4 separate regions of the Mus musculus genome follow, and all the other regions are linked to region 1. A link is a contact called in public Hi-C and HiChIP or PLAC-seq data. All regions are on one chromosome and are shown on one strand. Each heading gives the region's core, a stretch centred on a gene start, on an enhancer-like site or on the middle of the called end of the contact. The rest is flanking DNA. Distances are from core to core; before and after follow the strand shown. Region 1 holds the start of Hs3st1 (heparan sulfate (glucosamine) 3-O-sulfotransferase 1). Region 2 has its middle 62 kb from the start of Gm46937. Region 3 has its middle 31 kb from the start of Gm40292. Region 4 overlaps Gm40293 (a long non-coding RNA gene).

What was found. A called contact is a pair of places that touch in the nucleus more often than the background predicts. HiChIP or PLAC-seq counts read pairs in DNA pulled down with a chosen protein or histone mark.
Region 2: a Hi-C map of olfactory sensory neurons shows a contact between it and region 1, with 4 times the contacts expected there. The contact joins the enhancer-like site here to the promoter of Hs3st1 in region 1. A contact is called at or near these places in 1 of 15 datasets of contacts at CTCF or cohesin (pro-B cells), 16 of 484 Hi-C or Micro-C datasets (B cells, CD4 T cells, adipose-derived mesenchymal stem cells and 8 more) and 8 of 115 datasets of contacts at active chromatin or transcription factors (SST interneurons, astrocytes, differentiating embryonic stem cells and 5 more).
Region 3: a contact with region 1 is called in a Hi-C map of conventional type 1 dendritic cells, with 2.2 times the contacts expected there. The contact joins the enhancer-like site here to the promoter of Hs3st1 in region 1. A contact is called at or near these places in 1 of 15 datasets of contacts at CTCF or cohesin (pro-B cells), 11 of 484 Hi-C or Micro-C datasets (B cells, CD4 T cells, the Patski cell line and 6 more), 10 of 115 datasets of contacts at active chromatin or transcription factors (the 230-238 cell line, a colorectal cancer cell line, embryonic forebrain and 6 more) and 2 of 9 other capture datasets (adipose tissue and liver).
Region 4: a contact with region 1 is called in an H3K4me3 HiChIP or PLAC-seq map of the 230-238 cell line, with 5 times the contacts expected there. The contact joins the enhancer-like site here to the promoter of Hs3st1 in region 1. A contact is called at or near these places in 1 of 39 promoter capture datasets (cancer-associated fibroblasts), 1 of 15 datasets of contacts at CTCF or cohesin (pro-B cells), 1 of 484 Hi-C or Micro-C datasets (bone marrow-derived macrophages), 7 of 115 datasets of contacts at active chromatin or transcription factors (the 230-238 cell line, embryonic forebrain, embryonic stem cells and 3 more) and 2 of 9 other capture datasets (adipose tissue and macrophages).

The regions. Positions count from the first base shown.
Region 1 is chr5:39,643,007-39,646,015 of GRCm38.p6, forward strand. Hs3st1 (heparan sulfate (glucosamine) 3-O-sulfotransferase 1) reads right to left here and starts at 1,625. Exons shown (of 2, transcript NM_010474.2): 1 at 1,411-1,625.
Region 2 is chr5:39,142,414-39,145,623 of GRCm38.p6, forward strand. No RefSeq gene overlaps it. Among named protein-coding and RNA genes, the nearest start is that of Gm46937, 62 kb to the left of the region's middle. Within about 2 kb of position 1,453, at least 18 of the 459 cell types and tissues checked have an H3K27ac peak or open chromatin away from gene starts, as enhancers often do. A contact at or near this core is called in SST interneurons and olfactory sensory neurons, where this site is marked.
Region 3 is chr5:39,336,849-39,339,818 of GRCm38.p6, forward strand. No RefSeq gene overlaps it. Among named protein-coding and RNA genes, the nearest start is that of Gm40292, 31 kb to the left of the region's middle. Within about 2 kb of position 1,478, at least 9 of the 459 cell types and tissues checked have an H3K27ac peak or open chromatin away from gene starts, as enhancers often do. A contact at or near this core is called in conventional type 1 dendritic cells, where this site is marked.
Region 4 is chr5:39,256,665-39,259,743 of GRCm38.p6, forward strand. All of the region lies in intron 1 of Gm40293 (a long non-coding RNA gene), which reads right to left. Among named protein-coding and RNA genes, the nearest start is that of Gm40293, 49 kb to the right of the region's middle. Within about 2 kb of position 1,262, at least 17 of the 459 cell types and tissues checked have an H3K27ac peak or open chromatin away from gene starts, as enhancers often do. A contact at or near this core is called in the 230-238 cell line and pro-B cells, where this site is marked.

The DNA.
Region 1 (3,009 bases), core at 375-2,874:
CCCAGGGCTGGGGCACCTGGGGACTGCGCTGGAGATCTGCTCCCACCCGGATTGGGGAAATGGCTGGGAGGTGGGGCAGCCTGGGTGCTGGTGGTACTTTCCTGAGAATGCTGAGCTCAGACTGAAGCAAGGGCGAACTCTCTCCTCTCCCTTATTCACGGTCTCCTCTACTCACCCCAGCTCCTGGCTAACAAGAGACCTCCTCTGGGAAAGCAGCTTCAAGACTGTGGATGCAGAGTTGGCTCCTTGGGATCCCCCCAAAAGCATCTTAGCATAGTTAAGTATAAAAATAGCCCCGGGATAACGCGGAGGGAAGAGGAGGAGTAAGTCTCTCGCGCAAGGCAAAGCAAGAATACCACAGCTTCTGCGTTGTGTTGTGGGGGTTGGCGAGGAAGGGTGCTACTCCTGATCCAGAGGAGAACCCCGTGTGTGCAAGGAAAATAAAGTGCCTCCTTTAGCTTAGATTGTGCCATAAAGAGTCGGAGGCACCCACAAATAATTGCTAAGTCTGGCACAGCCCACCAATCCCTGGTAGGCATCTGGCTCCAGCACTGGCTTCTCCATCCTACTACTGGTTTGAGCCCCAGGTTCGGAGAGCTGGCTTTCCAGTTCCAGGAATGGCAGGGTCCAGAGGAAAGCAGCGGAGTCCACTGCTCTAAAAAAGCGGGTGTGTATGGCACACCTGAAGAGGTCAGGCTCCGAGCGAGCTGTGCACTTTCTAAATACAAGCTTCCCAGGTTCGTGTACGGACATCCATTATCCACTACCCTCCCCCATCCGCCTCCTCTATCGGTGGTACTCGAAATAGAAGCCGAGGTGGGAAAAAAGTAAAAAAGTAACACGAAAAAAAAAAAAAAAAATAACAGCCGTATGTAACTGGCTGTCTTAATACCTAAGGTCCTGCCTGTCACCTTCTTCTTCGAGTACCCCGGGAGATGCTCAGTCTCCCCATTATTGCTACCAAATGCAAAGGCAAACTAGACCAAGGCTTCCACACCCGAGATGCCCCATTCCAGAGGGACTCCTGTTAGCTGTCCCCTGGCCCAATTCTCCGCCCTAGGTGGTACCCGGGCTCAGCCAGCGCTCCACTCTAGCTGCAGTTGCCCAAGGTCCTAGAGAGAAGCTGTGGCGCCGAGCAACGGGCAGCGACGACCCTCTCGAGTCATCTAGGGACATAAATCCAGTCTTTTAAGAGTCAGAAAGTCTGGTACCTTATAGTCCATCTCGCGAATTCTAGAGGTGAGGTTTCGGAGCAGGAGACAGGAGAATCAGATAACCCCGAGTCTTGCCTCCAGTGGAGTGTGTTCTACCTGCTTTAGCCTTATCTCACCTTGGGCTTTGCACTTGAGTTAGTCGGAATACCAGAAGAAGGTGCCTAGGCAGCCCTCACCCCTCACGCTCCGCGCTCACCTGAGTCGCGTACCCGTCCAGCCGGTCCGGCGCCCTCAATCCTCTCTCCGGCCGGGCCATGGGCAGCACCGCCGCCAAGTACCTGCGCCCTTTGGAGCAAATTCACACTCACCCCGGGACGGGCGAGCGGTGAAGGGACACAGGCACTCACCGAGAGAGACCCGGCGGTGACCGCAGCTCCGGGCTGCAGCGCACTGAGGACCTTGCAGGCAGGCGTTTTGGTGCCGGTTCTACGGATGGGAGGAGCAGGAGGAGGAGCAGGAGCCGGAGGAGGGGACAGTGGAGGCCGGAGCTCGGGGAGAGCGCGGAGGGCAGAAGAGGATCTCGAGCGCCCACTGCTGCCTTGTTGGCTCTGGTACTGCCCCGAGTCCCGCCTCCCAGCGAGTCCCTGAGCGCCGACTTCCAGCAAGCCAGTTAAGCACCCGATTTCTGCGCTTTTGGGTCCCGAAGGAGCCGGCTCCGCTCACCCAGTACCTCGGCTCCTCGGATTTTAGTCTAAAGGGAGAGACCAGCGCAGTCTAGAGGGTGGGGCGTGTGGCTTGGGTGACTTTATCCACCTTGCAAACCCTGGACTCCTGGTCGGCTCCCTGACCCCTCTGGGTCCGAACCTTGGGCCCATATGACCGTTATCCTTTTCATAAATTCTGCGTGGTCCCCAAGACCTTCGCAGTACCCACGTGTGTTCCCACCCAGCGTTCCTTACCAGCAGGTGACTCGCTTTAGGCGCCTGTGCTCGGTGCACAGACCGGGAGGTCTCTGGAGCCGGTAGCTCCATCTTGCGCTGCAGCAGGGACAGGAGCCACTTGAAGAGGTGGCTTCAGAGTGTGCTTTGTCGCCACGGAAAAACCCTCTCTCCAAAACCCTCTCTCCTTCGGTTTCACCTCAAAAGGACCGACTTAAGGCGAGCCCGAAGAATTCAGCTTTCCTTTAGCAAAAGTAACTAGGTTGGCAAATTTCACCTCTGAAACTAATCAAGTTTTTCCTGCGTTCCAAAGCTGAGAGGTTTTGTGAGAGAGCCAACCTGCATAGTGTGACTCAGTTTAAGATTTGGAGGGCGAAGGAGCTGGAATCTCCTTGGAGACACTGGATTGCTTCAGCCCAGAGCAAGTCGCCTTCCAAAGCAGGTTACCAGAAGAAAAGAGGAGCAGGCAAGAGAGAGAGAGTGTGTGTGTGTGTGTGTGTGTGTGTGTGTGTGTGTGTGTGTGAAAGGAATAAGAAAGAAGTAACCAAATTCAAATCAAAAGAACTTCTTTTAGCTACTTTAATATCTTCCATATCTTAAAACTCAGAATATAAATATTTACCATCTATATTTCTAGAATCAACATTTTCCTATCTAAGGGGGAAAATTCCTTTGGGAAATTGACCTCGTAGCTGGTGCAAAGATTAGCGTCAGTCCTCTTAGAAGGCAAACGGATGCCCAGTTTATTGTGGCTTATAAAGCAGGCAACATCTTGGAGAGCTTAGCCAAGTTTTCCTTTTCAATGATAACTTATTAGAAAATTTAATGATTCTGGCTACTTATTCTTTGAATAAATGTAAAGTTGATATGCCCATTTCAGGTTAAAAAGGAAAAAAAAAAGTGCATTCACAAAAGCC
Region 2 (3,210 bases), core at 203-2,702, 500 kb before region 1:
AACAAAGGTGTCTATCTCACGACAGCCATCTTCTACATAAGGCACGCCTTAGGAAACATTGATGAACTGCATTTCTAAGAGCTTGGTTACTGAATCATGTTTCAGCTGCAGCCTTAGGATTATTCAGAGCAAAGCTACAGCTCTCTCAGTGTTCTATTTAAAATATCAGGAGAATTTAAGTATTAAAATTTATGCAAATCTAAGTGGTTTTAGTAGGACTATAACAGTTTTAATGTATTTTTTAGTGGAATCATGAAAGCTAAGACACAGAGGAAGCCAAGGACAGAGGGAAAGTTGGCAAAGCTCCTACTATGTGCAGGTGTACCTAGTAGGTGCACCTTGGTTTTGGTATATTTTAACTCAGACCTCAGAGAAAGCTCCAATCGTCATCACAATAACTTAAATGAAAGCTCATAATGGTTAGTGGAGTTTTTAAAAGCACACCCCCAAATAAGAGTCTTTGCAGAGATGTCAGCCAAGGTCCTCTGACAGGTCCTGTGTCATCCTCACAGTCAAGGGTTGCCTCCTGGAGCACTGCACACAAGGTGCTGAATGAAGGCCGAGTTTCAGTCCTTTAGCTGTGGTTCAAAGCAATGGTTGCAAAGTACTGGGAGAAGTAGAAGTAGGGCCCGTGCACTGTGCAGTGTGCAGGCTGCTGCATGGGTAGCTTCATAGGCTGTGTGTATGTGCTAAGTCTTAGCAATTCTCCTGAGTGTAACATGATTGCTTTCCCTATTGCTAGTACCAGCCCCTGAATTTCTGACCCGTAGGACTGAGTACTTAGAGGTTCTGTCTGATCACATGAAGCATCCCACAGGCTTTTGGGAAACAGTCTTTTTATTTTATTTATTAAAATAGATCACATCATTGTAAAAGGAGCACTGGGCCTGGGAGATGGCTTTAGGGGGTCTAGGTGCTTGCTGACAGCCTGAGGCCTGAGTTCAGTTTCTGGGATCTATGTGGTGAGTAACTACAAGTTGCCCTTTTACTTCTGTGTATGCCTACTTCATATACATTATAAAGAAAGGTAGTTTAAAAATTAAAATAAGCACAAAGCTAAGCATCTAATTTGGCACCAATTTCATGTTGCTAAAATAATATAGTATATATATGTGTGTGTGTGTTTATGGATATATATATGTATATATAAATGCATTTTTCTTTCAATTCTTGTATAAAAACATAGATCTCAATGAAAAAAAAAAGAGCACTGATAGTAAATTTCTAACACTCTGTGACCCTTCTTATATGGAACATCAATGATCAATTAGTGCTCCCTCAGTATCCTGCAAAGGAGAAGACACATTGGCCCATATTTCATACCCAAGGAATAAATGTCCAGGAAAGCTAAAGAGCTTGCCGACTGTAACTAACCTCTGCTGACATCATTACAACCAGGCACACGTCCAAATACTTCACATGTCAGCTTACTGTATCCTCCTGAGGCCAGAGCCTGGCTAATGTCAGCTTTCCAAACCAACTTCCACACCCCTTCTTCCCTTGTTGGAACCCTCCATGGTGCTGGCTTGTCCTTGCAAGACGGAAATGTTGTTTTCCGTGGAATTACATATTTTGTGGGCAGCTTTTGTCTTTACATACATCTAAAGGATGCACAACACAGCCAATAATTGCACGGTTCTTTTCAGTTTACAGATCAACTTTGTTAAAGGCATCTCATGTTTTCATTTTCTTTACAATAACCCTGAGAGATAATTACCACTGTGCTTAAAATATACCAACTAAAGCAAGCAAAAGGACCAGTCCCCCAGGCTGAGCAAAGCATCTCTCGAAAGCTTATAAGCCTGCAGAAGTAGCCCACCACTTCTCTGTGTTCTTGTTGCGGCCTCTCCTCGTCCACCTCTCTGAAAGATCAGTGGTTCACGGTGATTCTGTTCTCTATACCGATGTCCAACGGCTGATTCAGCCTGAGAGAAAAGATGCCACGTCAGGCAGAGCTGGTATAGCCTCATACCTAGGTTGCCTCTGTACCTTAGTGCTGCGTGAACAGGCAGCACAGGTCTCCTGAGCCTTGTCGCAGGAGATTAGATTTTATGATGCTCACAATGTCTCTCAGGAGGGTTGTGCTTTACCTCATGTGCAATGAAAGCCTGTTTACAAGGTTCCACCTGGTAGGACATGCCTGGCCATGACTCACCTCTAGGCGTCTCTCTCGGTAGCATGTGTTCAGTTTTCCTTCTCTCTTTTGCCCCATGCTTCAAATATTACAGCACAGATCCTCGGAGAAAGCAAACCCCACACACTAGTGTTCTACAAGGGAATGGTTTACAAGAAGGGTGGGGTGGGGGTTGAGGTCAGACAATATATCACACTCCACTGATTCTCTCTACAGGTTCTCCCCTGTGTCATTGTAATAGTGGAAGAATAGGGCTAAGGGTTCCATTTTATGCTCTCCGTTACTGTGGACTCGGGATAGACAAAAAGTCACATCCATAAACCATGGGCCTTCCAGAATAACTCCTGCTTTTCTTTAATATTCAGATTTTGTCTGTCAACTTCCAGAGCGGCCTTGGTGTGAAGCTCACCGTCAAGGGCATGGGCTAGTTTTCTAGAATAATATCTCTCTGCCTTTAAGACCATGATGATTTATGCATTACCTTTGTCGTGGGGTGTATTCACTGTGATTTTTCTCAATAACCTCTCTAAGGCTAGCATGAATTATCTTCTTAAAGATTTGGTATGCAGTGCAGTTTTATGCACTTCCTTAAGAACTCTGACCCTGTGTAAAACTAATCCCAAATAAATTTTCATTTCTGAACACACTGTTTTGCATATGAAAATTTATCATGGCTGTACAGTTGCTCTTGCGCTAAGCTTTATTTTAGAGGTCGTGTGACCACAGGTGCCGCGAGTGAGTGTGGGAATTGGGTCCTGCGCATGGCAGAGGCTCCAGCAGCTCAGCTCAGCCATGTTTCAGCTCACGTAGTGTGGGCTTTAATTAGTCCAAGTGTTCAGGATCAACTCCTGGGTCACTCACTAACTGCTATTTCACTTTGCACACATCTCAACTTCTCCAAGTCTCATTTTCCTCATCTGTTAAAGGGGACCCAGGTCCAATAATGGCACTCTTCTGATGCATTTTGGTGACAGATTAAATAGAAGTAAATGAGCCAATTTATGGTAAGTGCAGCGCATAATGTCTAGCACAAAGGGATTGCATGAAATCATCATTATTTTTATTAGAGATAGGGT
Region 3 (2,970 bases), core at 228-2,727, 310 kb before region 1:
TGATTCACCTCCTCTAAACAATAGTGGACAATGTCTTTGGGAGGTATTTAAAGAAACCAAATGACTCTGGGTTTAGTGATGCAGTCTGGTAGCCTCAGCATTCTGGCTACCACACCATCAGCACCGTGAGTTCAAACCTTACTAAGGCTGCAAAGATGATTTGTGTGAGCCTTGCTTCACCTATCACTATTCCGTTTCCTCATCTAAGAGATGGGAATATATTCATAGTCCAGAAGGGAAAATGGGATATGATAGTCCCAATGCAGGAAGTAAATACAACTGGTGGTAGCAATAGGCTGGCTCCGTCCCAACCCCATCCTAGCAACAAACTAAAATAATTAAGGCAATAAGTAAAACTGACATGAAAAGATGGTGCCTGGTAGAATGAGAGAAAAGGCACGCCATACTGCATGATCTGAGTGTTTGCTCTGTTCTGAGTTTTGTTCCTATTTTTTTTTTATTGAGAAAGAAAAAGTGTGTGTTTAGAATGAGGCAGCTAGACTCAGTTTGGATGATCCCAATTTTGTAGACAACATCTAGTCCATCCTCATATGGAGTCAGTGGAGCACCTGCTTTCATTTTTCTCTCCACCAGGCTTTGTCGAGTATTGACTTTGGCCACATCAGTGTAGTAGAGTTTGCTCACAGGCTGTTTGAACTGATGCTTGTTGACCTTGGCATCCACCGTGAATGCAAGTGTCTTCTGTCTTCTCCATCGCAGACACAGTGGTCAGGGTAATTTGCTGATGGCGTCGTGTTCAAGCTCGTTTCTTCTGGGTGAGCTTTTGGGAGGGAATTTCGGTTGCCACTGGAGCACCAGGGTCTTAGGCTGGTGGCCAGAAGGTGGGTGACATGCAGATCTTTTTGGGGTACAGGCACTTTCAGCACTGCCTTCTAGATTTTCAAGGCCTTTGCTTTGGCTTTGAGAGGGCAGGACCCTCCTTCTTCAGTTTCAGCACCCTCTTTGCAGAAAAGGGCTCATTCCCAGTCTTAATGGAAATAACTCACTCAGCTGTCCATTGCTACCCCAAGTTGTATTTATTTCCTGCATTGGGACTATCTTATCCCATTTTTCTTGTGGAATATAAATATCCCATCTGTTGGATGAATAAGCAGGATAGAGACAGGTGAAGCACTGCTCACACAAATCATCTGGCTCTCCCCCACCTCCTCCAAAAATAAGACAGACTCCTTTGTTCTATAATAGCATGCTATTTGATGTACATTGACTTATGCAATGCTTGGAAAACCCAAGTTCAGTTTACACTGTTGAATGATTTCTTCACTCTTTAAAGGAAGTGTCACTAAAAGATGCACAGCTCAGAGACCAATATTCATCTTTCAGATTTCAGTTTCACTCAGCAGAGAGAAAGGTCGCTGCCTCTAAATCATTATTTCTCCCAAGCTCTGTCTTAGGGTCTTGAAGCTCTATTGAAGTGAATAAGCTGGGCCTTCCCCCAATCCCATTCTAGCTTTCTGCAGTTTCTTGGAAGAGGCAAAGCAGGGCTACCGTCATTAACAAGTCATTATGAACTAGGAAGATACTTTTAGCAAGATTACTTCTCCATTTGAGAATCTTCCCTCATGCTTTGGAGTGAAATACACATAGAAAATGCATTGTTGGGTTTGGGATTCATTTGTTTTGTTGTCATTACTGTTGGATGTTCTATCTAATGTAGAACAGTGGCTAAAACTTAACATTTGTCCTGTAAACTCTTGCCCTGAGGATTCTTTTTTTTTTTTTTTTAAACCATTAACAGTAACTTTATTCTCTAGCAGGTCATTTCTCTACTGCTTTGAGAGGAAAATACTGAAGCCCTGAGGATTCTAACAAAAGAGGCAAGATGATCTTGGGGCATGGAAAGAAAAACTAAAGGAGGGAGTGTGTTTTTCTTCAGTGTAAAAGGGAAGGTGACAATTGAGGATTCACAGTCAATAAAAGACTGAAATATGACCTTTTAGGCCAATACTATTAACTTACCAGTTAGTGAGCACTGTCAACACTTGAAGAAAGGCCAAAAAGAGAGTATAAAGCCCCAATGTGAAGGCAGTTTGTGGGCTGTGGAATGTGGAACTATCCAGTGACAATTGTCACCAAGGTGACATCACTATGGTGTGGTGTATAAAGGCAACAGGATCAGAATGAATCAGTCTGCGACCAGGAAGTGTCCTGCTTTAAAGTCAGAGGACTCTACAGACTGTCATAAGCAAAAAGAAAAGGCCCTTGATGGCAATTGATAGAGAGATCCTAGGTCAAATGTGAACAGGAGAATCTCACAGTGTTTGTATAAGGCACTTGGGAAAGCAAGGTTAGCTTCCCAGACAGCTTTCTAGGCTCAATCCAGACTCTCATGGGATTTTCGCAAGTGGGTTTTTTGGAAGGGCTGTGTGTCATGGTCTTGCCCCTGCATATAGGTGACATAGAACCTCCCAGGAGGTGACACCTCTGACTTCATTCCCACCTCTTTTTGTCTTTCATTTAGATCTTTCACTTTGGAGACACTTCTCTGACTGCTTTGCCTTGGTGTTCTTCTGTATTCCACCTGGATTCTCGCGCTCCAGCTCCTGTACTGGAGTCAGCCTTCAGAGCCTCTGTGGTTTCCACTCTTTACCTCACCTGCCATAGTGCCTAGAGTAATAGCTGGTACAGAGAGATAACTGAGCAGTAACTGATGGTTGAATAAGTTGCAGAATGAGTATACATTTGACCTTATAATTATATAAAAATGTCTGTATTTATTACTATTAGTTTTATATACTTGCTCAAATTAAACAAAAATCCCCTTTAGATAAGAGAGGCCAATAGAGGATATATAATCAAACATACAATCAAAATGCATTATGTGCATGCCTGAAAATGTCATAATGAAGCCCATAAAAATAAAATTGGCATATGCTAGTGAAAACATTGGATTTAACTTGTTTGATTCTCCTTAATTCAGACTATAGCGATACCCAGCCCTACAGTTAG
Region 4 (3,079 bases), core at 12-2,511, 390 kb before region 1:
CTGCAGAGATGGTGTGGCAATTATCTTGATTGGAGATGTGCCAAGAGTGTACTTAGATTGCACTTTAGTGATATTTTGGAAAGAGAGCTTTATTTCGTAGAATTCATAACAGCATCACAAAATTATTTACTTCTACAAAACTTTTCCTAGTGTTCTACACAAGCGAGATTGAGTGGCTGTCCTCCTGTACTCTCTCTGGAGACACTCCCCTGCAGACAGACTGGAACCTCCATATTCACAATTATGTTGTATTAGAGGCCAGGCCATTCAGAAGATGTGGCAAGATTGTCATGTGGAAAATATTTGAAACCATTCTAACCTAGTCATTCCATCATCAATAATAATAATAATAATAATAATACTAAAATGAAAAAACCTAGATATTTTGAAACTGTACTGCTGTATTTTAAGAAATACACGGAAATTTAGCACTGAAATTTAGTGCTAGTTTTAAGAATACTTTGTACCGTTACTTGGACCCACAATTGCTTAGAGCAAGGGATCATGGATAACCAGGGTTGCCAAGAACATACATCAGGATGCTCAAGGCTCTCCCCTGGAACTGAAATGAAGTGCGTGTGTCATGTATAAGAAAGACTGTGCCAAATAGGCAGAGTATACAAGGTCCCCATGGCTGAGGCACATAGAAGAGCCATGCTGAGAAAGCAGTGGGAATCCTAGATTATGCAAATAAATGGAGCCTATAGAACACAAAGAGTTGAGAAGCTTCCTCAGTGGACAGTAAATTCAATAGAACTTTCTGTCCTGAATAACTTGAAGTTAGCATTAGAACATCAGATGCACATGTGTGCCTTGAATCAGAAAGGCTCAAGAAGAGAAGAAAGTGGGAGGGAGCCGAGGAATAGGAGCGTGTGTCAAAGTTTCCCAATGCAAAGTCCCCAAAGAAGAATGACTGAATCAGAGAGGACAAAGGAATGGTGCCCCAAACCTTTGTAGACATTGAAAAATAATTACTTTCTAAACTTCTAGGAAACATACAGCACAACCGGTTGACAGTGGCTGCAGAGTACAGTTTGCATGTATTTAATGTGCATTACATTTGTTCTTCCTTCTGTATACATTGTTCTTCACATTGGTTTAAGCCACTGAATCATTCATTCTTTAGAGGTAGTCAGTACATGACCAATAGCAGCATTGTGGGAACTGTCTTGTTGCTAGCTAGCTTCTGGTTTTGAACAGAAAGGAAAGCATTAGACCTCTGTTCGCCCTGGTAGCATGAAGCTCTTGCATAACGGCAAACAGAAGTTCACTTCCTGTTCCAAGTTCCAGGAGCTCAGGTGCAGGTTCCCTGTAATCTGAAGACAGTAGTTTAGTTGTAAGTGTTTGTGGTTAAGTCTTGGTTTCTGTCTCCAGCACTCATTTCTTTCTGCTTCCCTCACCCTGTTCTAGGTAGTCACAGTTTTCTGTGATCTACTTTGTGCCACATGGGAGAGCCAAGCAGCCTTGGTGGTAAATATTCAGATATTTAACCAATTCCAACTGTGAGTTAAGAATCTGGCTCACACTTTGGTCTTCCTTCTTCTTTTGTTTCATGTGTTTTGCGAATTGCATCTTGGGTATTCTGAGCTTCTAGGCTACTATCCACTTATCAGTGAGTGCATATCATGTGCGTTCTTTTGAGATTGGGTTACCTCATTCGGGATGATATTCTCCAGATCCATCCATTTTCTAAGGATTTCATAAATTCATTGTTTTTAATAGCTGCATAGTAGTCCACTGTGTAAAGTTACCATATTTTCTGTATGCATTCCTCTGTTGCAGGGCATCTGTACTTTTTCTTGGAAGGGGGAACAAAATGCCCATGTAAGGAGTTACTGAGACAAAATGTGAAGGAGAGACTGAAGGAATGACCATCCAGAGACTGCCAAACCTGGGGATCCATCCCATAAATAACCACCAAAACCAGACACTATTATGGATGCAACAGGACCTGATATAGCTGTCTCCTGAGAGGCTCTGCCAGTGCCTGGCAAATACAGAAGTGGATGCTCACAGCCATCCATTGGATGGAGCACAGGTTCCCCAATGAAGGAACTAGAGAAAGGACCCAGGGAGTTGAAGGGATTTGCAGCCCCATAGAAGGAACAACATTATGAACTAACCAGTATCTCCAGAGTTTCCTGGGACTAAACTACCAAACAAAGAAAACACAGTGGGACTCATGACTCTAGCTACATATGTAGCAGAGGATGGCCTTTTGGGACATCAATGAGAGGAGTTGGTTCTGTGAAAGCTTGATGCCCCAGTGTTGAATGCCAGGACAGGGAAATGGGAGTAGGTGGGTTGGTGAACAGGGGGAGGGTGGAAGGGATAGTGGGTTTTTGGAGGGGAAACTAGGAAAGGGAATAACATTTGAGATGTAAATAATGAAAATATCTAATAATTAATAATAATAATTAATAACAACAACAACAACAACAATAATAATAAAATAATCTGGCTCACTTGCATGGTATATTCTACATGGCACATTCCCAGTGTACCCAAAGCCTCCCTTCCTCTGCAGAACACCCAGTGTTCCAAATGAGAACATCAAGTCCCTCAAGAAGATGTGTGGCTCTTAGGTTCAGGACCTTCTTCTTCAAGTGAGAGTAGGTAGCACACAGTGTATTGGAAAGGGGAAGAGATTTCTTTGCTTAAGTCATTGAAAGGTAGGAGGCCCATGCTGTTGCTCATCTATGAGAGATTTCTGATTCCCAGTGTCAGAAACTACTGTCTCTTTACTGCCTGTCCTTTCCACCACCACGGTGAGTTTGAAAAGCGTGCTACCGATTGTCCTGAGGGACGGACTCTGAGTCTTACCCATATTTGTTCTAATCACAGCAGCTAGCTGATCCTCTGGCCTGCCGTGGGTTGTTTGTAAAGCTGTGATTAAAAATTAGGGGATATGAGAGGTAGGGACTGGGAAAAGAAGGGAGAGGAGAAACTGCTATCAGGATGTAAATTACGTCAATAAGTTAGTTTGAAAAGAATATAAGTATAAAATTAAAATAGACTAGTTGAATTTGTACACATCTAAACTTAAATACTTCTTACTGTGGGTGCTGTTTGGTGGTAA